2 separate regions of the Mus musculus genome follow, and region 2 is linked to region 1. The links are chromatin contacts, called in public Hi-C maps. All regions are on one chromosome and are shown on one strand. Each heading gives the region's core, a stretch centred on a gene start, on an enhancer-like site or on the middle of the called end of the contact. The rest is flanking DNA. Distances are from core to core; before and after follow the strand shown.

Region 1 (7,207 bases), core at 2,122-4,621:
TTGAATTTAGGATCTCTCACTGAACAAGGAGCTCACTGATTTGGATACACCAACTGGCCAGCAAGCCTTGAGCCTTTGTCCATCTCCCCAGCACTGAGGGCATGGATGGTTCATGACTTTTGACCTTGATGTTGGGGGTGAATACTCAGTTCCTTGCGCTTGCCCAGTAGGTGTTTTATTGAGTGAGCCATCTTCCTAGCTCCAGTCTCTTGTTCATACTCTTAATCATTGCATTCTACATCAACTTATGAATGTTACTATTTCCATATTCTTTTAAAAACATTATTACACTTTATTTTGTATGTGTGTGAGGTGGGCTGGGTGTGAAGGGACAGGACAGCTTGTGGAAGTCATCCCACGTGTGTCTCATGGACTGAGATTGGGGTGCCAGGCTTGGTGGCAGGTACTGTTCTTGCTAAACCTTCTTGTTGGCCCCAACTCCATTTGATGTCTAAGAAACTGAGGTTAAGAGAGAACAAAGAAAGGGGCCAAGTGAGGTTCATGGTCACACAGGCAGGAAGTGTTTGAGTTCAGCCTCTCTGATAAGAGTCTCTGGTGCTGGATCAATTGGATCTGTGTTCCTCTCAGAAACATGGAAAAGAGTTTTTCAGAGAACTTTTTCCCCAACCACACATTCCACAGATAATAAAAACCAGGTCCCCGTCAATTCATTTGGTTAGGGTTAACTGAGTGACTGTCTTTCCCACGAAGCGTTCTTTGTCTTACCTAGAATAACTTGTCTGTTACTGGTCATCTACTTGTGTCTAGTCTCACAGTTTCCAGAAGATATGATCCTTTCATTGATGCTCTATAAAATTTTAGGTTTATTTATTTTTATTTTTCCCTGTGTCTCCATATTCCTTTCTCCTCTCTCTCTTTCTTTTTTGCAGTACTGGGGATTGAACCTGGGGCTTCTACATGTTAGAAAAACACTCTACCCTTGACCTATATCCCTACCTGTCTCCCCACCCACATATTTTGGTGAGATGAGTTGTTGAGTTGCTGAAGCTGGCTTTGTACTGTAATCCTCCTGCCTCAGAGCCCCAGATAGCTGGGATATAACAGGCCTGTGCTACTAGGCCTGGCTTTTATTAATTTTTTTCATGAAGTTCTGAATAGGCACTTGAGTGAGCTTTGACCTTTCCTTTACCTTGTAGCAGGTAGAAAAATAAAAGCAAAATAGTTTTATCTCACTCAGACAAATCTATAATACATTCATAAATATATGTGCCCACACATGTGCACACTCAGACACATCTTATGGGGCCACGAGTTTGGCATCTCAGTGTTCTTGTCAAAGTCACCTCTCTCTTACTATCTATTTTGAACACAGCAGCTCAGCTGATGAGAGAAGCTGTCCTTGGACATGATCAGATTAGAAGATCTGTATGGAGCATGTAACTCGGCACGGGAATTCCCATGGCTGGCATGTACCTTTCTCATGTAAGGCTCACAGTAGGTCCAGAAAGGTGGATGCTCTTGTCATTTCCTTTGGGTTTGTTTTCTTACTTATTTACTTTTTCTTTCTGGTACTGGGAATGGAACTCAGAACTTCATGCCTGCTGGGTAAGTTCACAAACCACTGAGACATACCCACAGCCTTTCTCTCACTACGTTGCCTGGAACTCATATTGTGGACCAAGGAGACCTTGACTTTGTGATCCTCCTGTTTCAGCCTCCCGAATAGCTGGGGTTACAAGTGTGGACCACTGCATCAAGCTCTGTGTCATCATCTCATTAACTCAGCTTCCCTCTGCTTTATTCCTGCTGTGCTTCCAGCTGTTGTTTACCTGATGCGGCTTGTCACTTGGGGCATGAAACCAAGTAGGCGGCTTAGGGATACCGTAGCCATCTTGACCCAGTCTGCTTCACATTCGTGTCCTGATTGGTCTGTCCCCTTCCTACTGCCAGATGAATTTACCTCTTCAAAATTGGTCATTTCTCAGGTCATATCAGCTCATTTTACATTCATGCATTTGTATTCATCTATCCATCATCCATCTGTGCATCCATCCATCCATCCATCCACCCACCCACCCATCTATCTACCCATCCATCCATCCATCCACCCATCCATCCATCTACCCATCCATCCATCCATCCATCATTCATCCATCTAGCCATCCATCCATCCATCCATCCACCTACCCAGCCATCTGTCCAGCCAGCCAGCTATCCATCCATCTATCCATCCATCCATCCATCCATCCATCCATCCATCCATCCATCCAGTGGCTTCACCCAAGATTACTAGCTGTATCAGTCATCTGGCTTGGTTCATTCTTTGCACTCTCCTACACAGCTAGCTGCATACAGAAGACAGAAACCAGCAAGGACAAAGCCATTGTGGTCTGTCTTCATATCACTTCTTTTTTCTTTCCCCCCTTTCCTCTCCTATACCTCAAATCTGTGATAACCAAGAAAATCCCTAGAGGGAAGATCTGTGTTCTTATTTTTTCCTGCACATTGCTCTATAGTGCAGTAAGACTGCCATTTTAGTGACAATTAATATATTACCATTTAATAAACATTTGTCCCTAGCCAGTTGCTAATTGCTCAAGTGTATGAATACGTCTCTTATCCCCAGGACTTTAAGGTATAGTGGCATCTTATGGCCACACAGCTAATTTATAGCAAGAAACAGCATTACATTTTGGGCTTTATGGTCCTAAACTTCTTTTTGCCTGCATAGTTTTGTTTTGAGGCTTGGACTTCCTGTGTAAGCACGGGTGTGGAACTTACTCCGTAGCCCAGGCTGGCCTCTAATTTGCAGTTTACTGCCTCTGCCTCCTGACTACTGACATTACAGATATGCACCACCACATCAAACTTGGTTAGATTTTTTTTTCTTTTTTTAATTCTCAAGACCCAATTCTTGTCCTTCACAGTTCTGGTTCATTGTGCTGGGGGGTGTGGCCTGGGCTTTGGGATTTTTTAAAATTCCCAAGTGGGCCTAGCAGCCTCCAAGGTTAAGAGCCATCATACCACACACCTTTGTCTTCCTGTGTGTGTATGTACTGCAGCTGTCAGCGGTGATAGGACAGCAGCAGATAATGTGTGCATATCCACGTGACCAGACTGCAAGTTGTTTGTAGCCAAGGCTCTATGGCCTTCCTGCATCATCCCCACCCAGCATCTGCCACATTATGTTCATGCACTGCCAAGGGCTGTTGGCTGTTTAACCAGCTTCTTTGGTTTCTGTGTCTCATCCAGAGGATAGGCAGTTGGTGTTTGATCACATCCAGCTGTTTATCTGCAGCGTCTGTTGACATAACGGAAGCATCATATAAACATGCTAAGTACATTTGCTGGTCTCCAGAGTGTTGCTGGGTGACCTAGGTCCTTTCAGAGTGCAGTCTGGGTCAAACCTCCCACACTTCTGCTGCCCTGAAGGAAGGAGCTGTTCTGAAGTTCCTACGTAGGATGCTGTGTACTGCTGTGGCTTTGCTCAGGAGGAATTTGTGTTCAACTGGCTGATCTGAGTGTTAGGTCATAGATTTATTCTGTTCTATCAAGGTTCACAGAGCTCTCTTTTGATCCTCATTTTTATAGGTAAGGCCATGGAAGTTTAAGTAGGTCAAATAAACTTAGAAATACATGGATACAGAGCCCAGAATTTGGTTTCCCAGTATGAGGTGTGTGTGTGTGTGTGTGTGTGTGTGTGTAGAGCATTGCTCATATTGAAAAAAGTGCTCTATTGAATGATCTATTCTCCACCTCTTCTTTTGAGATTTATGTACATACACAAACTTAAGTATTGTGTGTTTGTGTGTGTGTGTATACATACACACATACATAACTAATTTATAAGCATGCCTGCCTTTTCACCTCAAGCTTTGGCTGAAGCCTCTCTGCCTGTCTTCCTTCCTTCTCCTTACCCCCCACCATGGGGATGCTGGGATGTTCTAGATGTTGTTGTCTTTGAAAAGACACTTGTGGTCAGGGTTCTTATTTCCTCCTGGGCTATAGCCTAGAGATTTGATGCTCTTGCCCTCCTTGGTCTCTTCCTGGACCCACTAATCTCAAAGATCCTTCTGAAGTCTTTCTGGTCACCTCATCTAGCATTCAGTCAGGTGTCATTGCTGGAGCAGTAATTTTGTACCAGGCTTTGTTCCAGGTATTTGGAACACTAAGATAAAAGACCTATTCTGCATTTTTATAAGTTAGAGTTGAATGCAGGCTATACTTAAGTAAAATAACATTTCATAATATATGGCTTCCAGACCCGCTGTATTGGAAATGTGGAGGCTGCTTATTAAAATGGAGATTTGTGGGTGGTCTACCTTAGAACCCCTGGTTGTAATCTGAAGGAATAGACACCCAGAAACTAGTTTTTGTGTGCCTCTTAAGTGAATCTTAGGTGTTCTGTGGGTATGGCAACTCAAAGAATTGAGTTCAGTGGTAGCAGTGTGGGGTCTTGTACGATGGAAACACCAGGCAGATGACAGATGGCTGAGTGCTGATTTCAAGGAGGGACATTGACAGGCCTCAGATCAGCTGTGGCATAGTATGAGGAACCCTAGGATAAAACTATAGATGAGTTGAGGAGAATCACTGTTTTATCAGCTCCGTTCAAAATTACTGAAGTTTGCTCCATGCTGAAGATGCCTGGGTCATTTGTATCTATTAAGAATCTGCTTGGACTGTTTGTCTCTACGAAGGGAGACCCTTTTAGATCCCAAGAGAAACGGTTTCATCAGTGCACACTGCAGTCTTGTTTTCAGATGGAACCCCTCTTCGGGTAATTGATTTGAGTTTGTAAAGTTTGCCCTCTAGTGGTCAGCCACTTGGTCCCAGATGAGCTTGGTTTTGTTTTTGTTTTGGGGGGGTGGTGGTGTTGGTTTGTTTTAATTTCAAAAAAGAATTCGGGTTATTAGAAGTTTAAAGGGGTAAGGAAGAAGAAAGATGAAATAGTCAATAAAATAAGGCAGGAAAATGGTTGGTGTTTCAGGCAGGCACCACTCAGCATCTGCTCAGAATCCTCTTGCTTTACAGATGATGGGGCCCAAGGCTCAGAAAGGTGCTAAAGAAATGAAATTCAAGTGGTACTATCATACCTAGCCTCCAGCCAGAGACTGACGTTCTGAATTCTTGGCCAGTGCTCTTTTCTATTTCATGCCACTGGAGTGAAGCCTTTTTTCGATGTACTCGGAGAGCTTATTGTTTAATGGGAGTTGGTACTTGGAGAGCTTATTGTTTAATGGGAGTCGGAATGAAAGCCTTTAGCAGTCACTGCATTTAGTAAAGCAAAGGGTGGGATTTCAAACATACGTTTACATATTTTTCTCAGTGTTTGGAGGAACTGGACTTTATAGTTCTGAAATCCCAGGTTTTGTTCTGAAACCAAGAAGAGACCATGTCTATTTAAACACCTCGATATGCTCACAGGACTCCCCTGTGATTCTTGGAAGTGTGGTCCCAGGCAGGCAACATCAGCACCACCTGGGAGCTTGTTAGACATGCAGCTGCTGCAGCCAGAGCTGGCAGAAGCAGATGCTCTGAGACTGCTGTCCAGCCGGCTAGCTGAGGCAACCCATCAAGCGATTCTGGTTCACAGAAATGTTAGCGAGCCATTGCCTGCTGATCTGGGAGATTAGCCCCTGTGGCTTGTGGAAATAAGGCACTCAGTATTTTCAGTGCTAGCTACGTGAGGCGGCACTGAGGAGTCAGGAGCAGCAGGGCTCATGTCACAAACCTCAGGTAGGATGGATGAGATCATTTAAAAGGGTTGGTTTTTCAATTGGCAACAAGGAAAGACCATGTGTGTAACAACACCACTGTGCTGTTGGACTGTGGGAGCCCACACTGAGTGTGGCTCAACATGTCATCAGAAAGCAATCTTTTCATGTCTCTGCCAGCGAGACGGAGCTCCTGAAACTCACTTCTCGGTGTATGTAAGCCAGAAGCCTGTGGTCACCCATCCGTTTAAAATGAAGCAATCAATATTCTATTCTCCACCTTCCCCATAGCGGTTGAGTCTTTTTTTTTTTTTTTGAGTTATTAACTGTAAACAAACACAATTTTCCAATAGATTTGAAGCTCCAGGATTTTCTGGTGGACAATGAAACATTCTCTGGATTCCTGCAGCACAATTTGTCCCTTCCAAGATCTACTGTGGACAGCCTGCTGCAGGCGAATGTTGGTCTCCAGAAGGTAAGCTACTACCTTCAGCTAAATCAGTGGGGCCTCACTATTACCCTGTTGGGGGCCCTGGAAAGAAAGAAAGAAAAACCCTGGCCTTTGAAAAAGCTGTGAAGGAAATGGTCAGGCTTCAGAAGTTTAGTTTCATCTCATTTGACTCGTGACTCTGGTTGTCACAGACGAACCCTACAGTGAGTGGGGTGTGTCACCCAGCATCAGGGCCAGTATGCTGAAAGGAAGTTGATTTCTGTGTCTGTCCTTTGGCATTGTAATGACTCCCCCCTAAAGGGGTTATATTTTCTGTTAAGGTGAATTAAGAAGCTTTTTTTTTTTTTAAATGTTGTTCTGAAATAAGAGCCAGAGACGTAGATTCTTAAACTGGAATCTATCACAAAAGATTAAATGAAGCACTTACTGCTTTTTAAAGACAGGGAAGCTGCATAAAGAGACTTCTGATCAACTTTTAAGTGTATGTAATATTAGTGTTTACATAGGCTTTGCATCTTAGGGTCCTAGAGAACTTCTTCGCCATCATTTATTTTTGTACCACTCCTGGGCAGAGTGCATGGCTATATGTTGTTCCCCCGAAAGCTTTTTCTTCACTTTATTCTCTGGCAGAAAGGAGAATTGACCCCATGTACAGCCTTTCGGCTCTATACTGGCTTGACTTTACAGTAAGCAGAAGTCATGGGCGGGGCTGATGATTGAAGAGGGCTTTGCTTCACATGGCTGAAAATTTTCCAAGTTAGAAAAAAGAAAATGTGCTTACTGCATGCTCTTATGAAACTGGGAAAATATGTCTTGTGTTTACCAATTGTGTGGCTGGGAGGTGGGCCAGAGGCAGCAGACTTTCGAAATCATTTCATTTAGCATAATTTCCATTGCCCCCTGCCAATTTCATATCTGTTGCATGCCATCAGTTTAAACTAAGAGGCATCCAGGGAAGGTCTTTGCATGGTAATTTGAGTTTCAGTGTCTTAGGGGTTCTTCACCACAGCATGGTGACAAGGACTTATGGCAGGAGCAAGCTTGGAGTGTACTTGAGTATCTGGCAGTCAGTGACAGG
Region 2 (6,451 bases), core at 2,126-4,625, 200 kb before region 1:
GAAAACACACCTTGGCAAACGCAATTTGTGGACTCTGAAAAAGTGTTTAAATTTTTTTTAAAATCACGGCTTTCTTGAAATAATACACTTCAGAAGTTTTTTGGGTTTTTTGTTTTGTTTTGTTTTGTTTTTTTACTATTTTAAGGCATGACTAGTGTTGGCTGAAATAAATTAGTAATAAATAAATTTACCTAGAAAAGCCAATGGAGGATGCAAATAAATGTATAAAGGAATCATTTTATAATATGACAGTAGAATAGAATGCCTAGTTCTTTAGGGAAGAAGGAAATATTGTGTTTGGTGAATATCTATAATTATTATTTCCAGTAATGAGGCTGATGGGAGGGATAGCTCAGATAGATACCTCCCAGTAGTCCCAAAGGCTCAATATACCCATATTTCCTTCTTTTATGATAATTAATTTTTATCTCTTTAAATTAGCAATAGGTTTCAAGTAAAAGTATATGGAGACACCTGTCAGAGAACAAGTGAAAACATTTTTTTTTGTCGTTTGTTTTTTTGGTTTAAGATTCTGTGTGAATTCAGATCACTAAGTCAGCCAGAGCTTAAAACTACTAAATGAGAATGATCTAGGAAAAGAAGAGAAGAGAAGAGAAGAGAAGAGAAGAGAAGAGAAGAGAAGAGAAGAGAAGAGAAGAGAGAGAAGAGAAAGAGACTTGGAAATAGAGAACTCAGAAACTTAAATTGTACACTGTTTTGAGTGGTGTAGGGAAAGCTCACACCGTCTGACTGTTCTGCCTGGGATAAGAAGCCCCTTTGCTGCCCCCTCCACACTATGCTCAGTCCGTCCACTAGTGACTCTGTAGCTGTATGCTTAGTAGACATACTCACTTTGTTTTGTAGTAGACACTTCGAATCTTCTTGTCCCAGTCTTAAGCTGCAACTTTTATTTATTTATTTATTTATTTATTTATTTATTTATTTATTTATTATTAGATATTTTCTTTACATACATTTCAAATGCTATCCCGAAAGTTCCCTATACCTTCCCCCCACCCTCCGCTACCCACCCACTCCCACTTCTTGGCCCTGGCATTCCCCTGTACTGGGGCATATAAAGTTTGCAATACCAAGGGGCCTCTCTTTCCAGTGATGGCCGACTACGCCATCTTCTGCTACATATGCAGCTAGAGATACGAGCTATGGGGTTACTGGTTAGTTCATACTGTTGTTCCACCTATAGGGTTGCAGACCCCTTCAGCTCCTTGGTTACTTTCTCTAAGCTGCAACTTTTGCTGCAGTCTCCTCTCCTGCCTCTCCAGAACTCCAATGTGCTGTGCTCAAAGCCATCTTCACTGCAATGGACACTAGGTTTTTCAGTGTTCAAGCCTCAGACTCTGAATGTGTTCATACCTCAGATCCAACCTCTCAGGCACTCTGAGAACACCATATTCAAGGTAGACTGAGAACCCCACAGTTTTCTACCGCTTCTGTTGTTAGTTCCGCGGGCATGCCTACATTGCTTTTCTCTTGGGTCCCAGCCTGACAGTCTGCTGAATCGGCATCTCCTCCCCTCCCTTCATGTCTTCTAATTTATTTTCAACATCGTCTTCCTCTTTGGCTGTAGCTTCTAAAGTCCACTAAGTCCACTAGGGCTCCCAAGTTTACTCAGAGTAACAGACAGTGGCTTCTGGCCCTCACTTAACCCCCTGGTCTCCTCCTTCTGTACCATGTTCCCTTTAATTACCTTTAATAGCCATGCGACTTTGCTCTTCCTTGTCCGTGTTAGACATCTTTGTTTCACGGTCTTCACACCTGCTGTACTCACTTCTTTCTAGATCTCTTTCCCAGGAATCAATCATTGGTTTCACTCTTTTTGATCCTTCTAATAGTTTACTCAGTACAATTTTCTCAATGAAGTCAACCAAGACTGCCTAATTGTTTGACAATGGCAGGAAGGGAAACTGGACCCTTGTATTCTGAACAAGAGCCCGACCACTGAGCTATATCTCCACTCACAGAACTGTCATCTTACTGTATTATGGTGAAAAAAAGTATATATTTAGAATTATACAGCTGGACTCAGTATAGATGATCCCAATTTTCTTGGCAACATCTACTGCACAACAATCAGGAGCCAAGCAAACATACATCATCTTCTCTCTGTCAGGCCTTATCAGAATATTGACTTTGGTCACATCAGTGCCATAGGGTTTCAACAGCCTGTCTGGTCAGGTTGTTGTTGGCCTTGACATCCACAAAGAACACAAGCTTGCTGTCTTCCCTTCTCTGCATGGCTGATCAGTGATCTGGGTGTTTTGATAACCGCATAGTGGTCAAGTGTCTTCTCCCGGGTGTGTTCCTGTCAGCATTATTTGTGCTGCCTCTGGAGCTTCAGGGTTAGGGTCACTAGAAGGTGGGTGTTTTGTTTTCTTGTAGCTGTGGACGCCTTCCAGCTCTGTCTTCTTAGCTTTCAAGGCCTTTGCTTTGGCTTTGGGGTGGGTGAGAACTTCCTTCTTCGCCTTCATCTGTATCTTGGCAAAAGGATTCTCCTCCCTGCCTTATTGCTTCTTCTAATCCTTCTCGCCTTATCCTCCCACATGCCTCACAGGACCTGTCAGTCATCCTCTAACATACTGTAACCATTTACTTGTTATTTTTACCATTTGTTGAAAAGTTTTTGGCTCAAGATTTCCCTCAAGTAGGTTTTTAAACAAAGATTGACCCTTGTTATTAATAGGGATGATGACTTGAAAATAATTGTTTAACTTAGATTTGTTTTGCAAAGACAGAGCTTTCCTTTTAAATATTATCACTATATATTTCCTTTTAAATATTATCACTACTATTGTTGTTATTCTTATCATTATGATGGCAACATGGCTCAGTAGCATGTATTACCTTTGTTGTATGCAGCATCTAGTTTTGGCCAGGCACTTACACATTGTACAGTTACTTCCAAACCATCTTTAACTCACTTGTGTTATTTAAATGTAGCCTTCTAATAACTTCCTTTCCTCCTCAAACCTAAAGGGGGAAAAAATGAAACCAGACACACAGAATAAATAAATTGTCTGTTCTCTGACTTTTTTTTTTTTTTCTTGCAGAAGTGAAATCTCAAGCCAGACACCAGAGATATGAAGTTAAAAATAAACCACATTATGTTTATAGGCCTTAGGAAAATAAACCAAATTTCTGTGAAGTTTTAAGTGGTTTGGGTAATTGTATCAAGATGCCGGATGTTTCAAAGTAGACTGTAAAAACCCTACACGATGATAAAACCCAATATCTGGTGCTTCCCTACTGAGATTTTACTTTGACATATATAAACTGTAGAGCCCCACAGTAAGGCGTTTGTACAAAGGCATCTTTAGGCTTGGTGTAAAGCAAAAGGGGAAGAATGTGTGTCATCCTGACTCATCCCTGCTTTGCTGAGTTAGGTCTGGGAAGAATGTATCTTAGCAGCTCCATTCTCTCCTTATCTCTTTAGAGTGTCATAAACTCAAGTCAAGAAAAACCTTGGAAGCATACAAAAGAAATCATGAACACTCATTTTTTTTCTCAGTGAACGGATTCTGTGGGTGGCGGGAGAGAGATGTATTTTATAACTAGATGTCTCTATGTACTGTTTGAATTTTTACCTTTGGCATATATTATAGTGTAAAAGAAACAACAGAGACGTAAACTCACAAGTCCATCACAGTTATGGGTGTATATGAGTCAGGACTCCTTAGTGGTGGGAACTCAATTTAAAGAAGCCCCAATGGAGACAGGTTGCTCACTGGATCACATGGTAAGGATGGGATAGCACTCAGCACTGAAGGGGGAGCCAGGCTTCAAGAGCAGGTTTCAAACCTGATAAGCAGGATGCTCTTTCTCCAGTGTTCCTTGCCAGCTCTGCTTGTGTTCCCTCCTTTATATGTGGTGCTGTCAGCTGCCACTTCCCTTGGGAGCCCTGCTTTTGTAGTCTTAGCTGACGATCCCTAAAGAGAACAACAAAAACAAACAAACCAAAACAAAACAAAATACAAGAGAGGGAGAGGGAGAGGGAGAGGGAGAGGGAGAGGGAGAGGGGAGAGATGTTTCTTAAGTCTCTGCTTCAACTTCCAACAATGGCTCTAAATTGATTTTGCTCATATCAGAGGTTCCTGTACTGCAAACACCTTGCTGGACCTAGATTATCCACCCCATGTGTGGCCAGGGTACTATCTCTCCTCTTTTCAGTACAATAGTTACCATAGCTACGTAAATGAATGTGGTTGTGTTGCAGTAAAACTTTATAGTACCAGGGTAGAATAGGTCAGACACAATGACCACAGTTTGCAGACACCTGATTTATTATTATGACTCTTTAGACAGGAGCCACAGTGGACACAAAGGCTCAGTTTACCTGTGTTAAATCTTTTGAAAAGATTATTAAAATCAGAGACAATTTTGAGATGTATTATTTTGAGCATAATGACAAGTCATTGTGGAGTTGGCCACTTAGCAGATAACTCCAAGAAAAGGGCATAGATTAAACCGTTATTTCCTCAAGATCAAAGTCATATTTTGTAAGAAAGATGTTGTTTAAAAGAAGCACAGTGGCATCTTCAAGGTGGCAGAACAATCGTGTACTGCTGAGCTGCTTAACTGTGGGATTGGTTGTGTTATCTGCGTACCCAATACACTTAGGAAAAGACTTTTCTAATCTGTTAGTTAACCCTGAGGGATTTTAGTGGCTTTTGTTTAAATCTGCCTATGAGTAAGTATAAATATGAATTCCCTTGTAATTTATTTGCAAAAATAATTTTTTGCATTAAAATGATGAAAATTTATTATTTCAGCTTCAACAAGTCCTCTATGTAAATGAAGGATAAACTGTTTCAAGGTATATCACTCTTGAGTAAACTCAGCCAAGGCAGACATTTATTTGGTTTTATTAAAATCTCTGGGTGGGCTCCTTCTCCGCCATGGTGACCACTAGGCTTGTACATGAACAGACCTTCAAATGGCTGTGATGCAGACAAACTAATAGTCTTCATTTTCCTTTCTTGTCTTTAAGTTATTTTTGTTAGAGTACATTTTCATTATGACATTTTAGTAGATAAATGTCACTGTGCTTTGCTCTAATTCATCCTGTTGTCCACTGCCCTTCATGTTTCTCCATCCTATTCCTTGTCCACACCACCCCACCGCTCCCAATGACTCTGCCCTTGCTTTCATGGCAGGTGTATCCCACTCACCTCCTACCCTCCTTTGCCATCACTTCTTTTCTTCCCATTAAACCAAGATAATATAATATGTTAAAAATGGTAACAGAAGATATCTAAACACCTAGCTTACAGGATTTTATTGCTCTAGAATTAATAACATAAAAATATTTTCTTGCTGTTTAAATGTTTCCTTGTGAGTTTTAACATTTTGAACATGTATATTATATAAGTAAATAAATAAGCACAGATTGGAATGGGTATGATGACTCTTTAAGAGTCATAGTGAGTGTGGTTGAAAAGCTCTGAACCATCTGGAAGTGGGGAAGGCAGTTCACACAGTGGGAAGGCAGTGTGCACAGTGGGACGTCAGTGTGTGCAATTGGGAGGCAGTGTGCACAGTGGAATACTGCCAGGCGGAGTATGAATTCTAGTGACTTCTACTTACTGTCAGTCCTCAGTCTTGGAGATGCCATGTCAGATAAGCTGTAGGAAAAAAATCTCATTTTGCCCTGTCCAAAGCCACTTGGACAAAAGTGATGTGGCATGTGTCCTCTTTTTTTTTTTTTTTTTCCTTCTTCTTTTTTTCTTTCCAGCTGGCACGTTTCCCAAGATGCTTTGGGGCAGGTTAGACATTTTGTTTGTATGGGCTCCTCTTCAACTCTAAATTAGGCAGTAGTGTCTCAGGTGCTAAATAGTATTTAAGGGGATTTCTGTGTCATTTGTTGACCAAAAGAAAAATAAGCAGTACAAATCGCTTCTTAAAATACTTTATAGACATTAAGTCTCATTCAGTGGCGGTGTTGGCAGGAGAATATGGAAAGGGCAGGTTCAGAAAACTCTCAAGCCACGGTTAAAATAATATTACAGTGAACTGGTCATTATTTGAAGGTAATTTAAGTATAATTATAGTTCTGCTTGGACCTAAAAGGATTTCCTTTCTCAGTGAGGCTGGACAGTGAATGAGGCCAGAGTAAGTCCGTATATCCTGGAAACTTCAGAAGGCAGCCGGCACTTCTCATCCTGTCCTTTGTTGGAGCACAGACAACTGAACTCTATGCTGTCTAATCCTACACCCAGAGGGTGTGAAGAACACACACTGTCAGACCTCTGCTGCTCTTGGGTGGTCACTGATGCAACTAGTAGTCTGTACATGATAGTTGTGCAGATGAGAAAACACAGAGCCAGCCATAGGCTGAGGACAGGGGCCAGACATGGCTGATTCTAGAGTATCTATGTCCTCTTTAGCTCCCTACACTTAACTTGTGGGATTTGGCCATTGGCTAGAATGGCAGGGA

Evidence for each region. Hi-C and Micro-C count contacts between places; a contact is called where the count stands out from the background.
Region 2: a contact with region 1 is called in a Hi-C map of uterus, with 4 times the contacts expected there. The contact joins two enhancer-like sites. A contact is called at or near these places in 11 of 484 Hi-C or Micro-C datasets (the 3T3-L1 cell line, the C2C12 cell line, bone marrow-derived DN2 thymocytes and 5 more) and 1 of 115 datasets of contacts at active chromatin or transcription factors (hepatocytes).

What each region holds. Positions count from the first base shown.
Region 1 is chr4:53,108,110-53,115,316 of GRCm38.p6, reverse strand. It overlaps Abca1 (ATP-binding cassette, sub-family A (ABC1), member 1), which reads left to right. Exons shown (of 50, transcript NM_013454.3): 6 at 6,032-6,153. Among named protein-coding and RNA genes, the nearest start is that of Abca1, 48 kb to the left of the region's middle. Within about 2 kb of position 3,371, at least 26 of the 459 cell types and tissues checked have an H3K27ac peak or open chromatin away from gene starts, as enhancers often do. A contact at or near this core is called in bone marrow-derived macrophages and uterus, where this site is marked.
Region 2 is chr4:53,304,270-53,310,720 of GRCm38.p6, reverse strand. Gm52737 (a long non-coding RNA gene) reads left to right here. Exons shown (of 3, transcript XR_003955410.1): 3 at 3,069-3,143. Among named protein-coding and RNA genes, the nearest start is that of Gm52737, 20 kb to the left of the region's middle. Within about 2 kb of position 3,375, at least 26 of the 459 cell types and tissues checked have an H3K27ac peak or open chromatin away from gene starts, as enhancers often do. A contact at or near this core is called in bone marrow-derived macrophages and uterus, where this site is marked.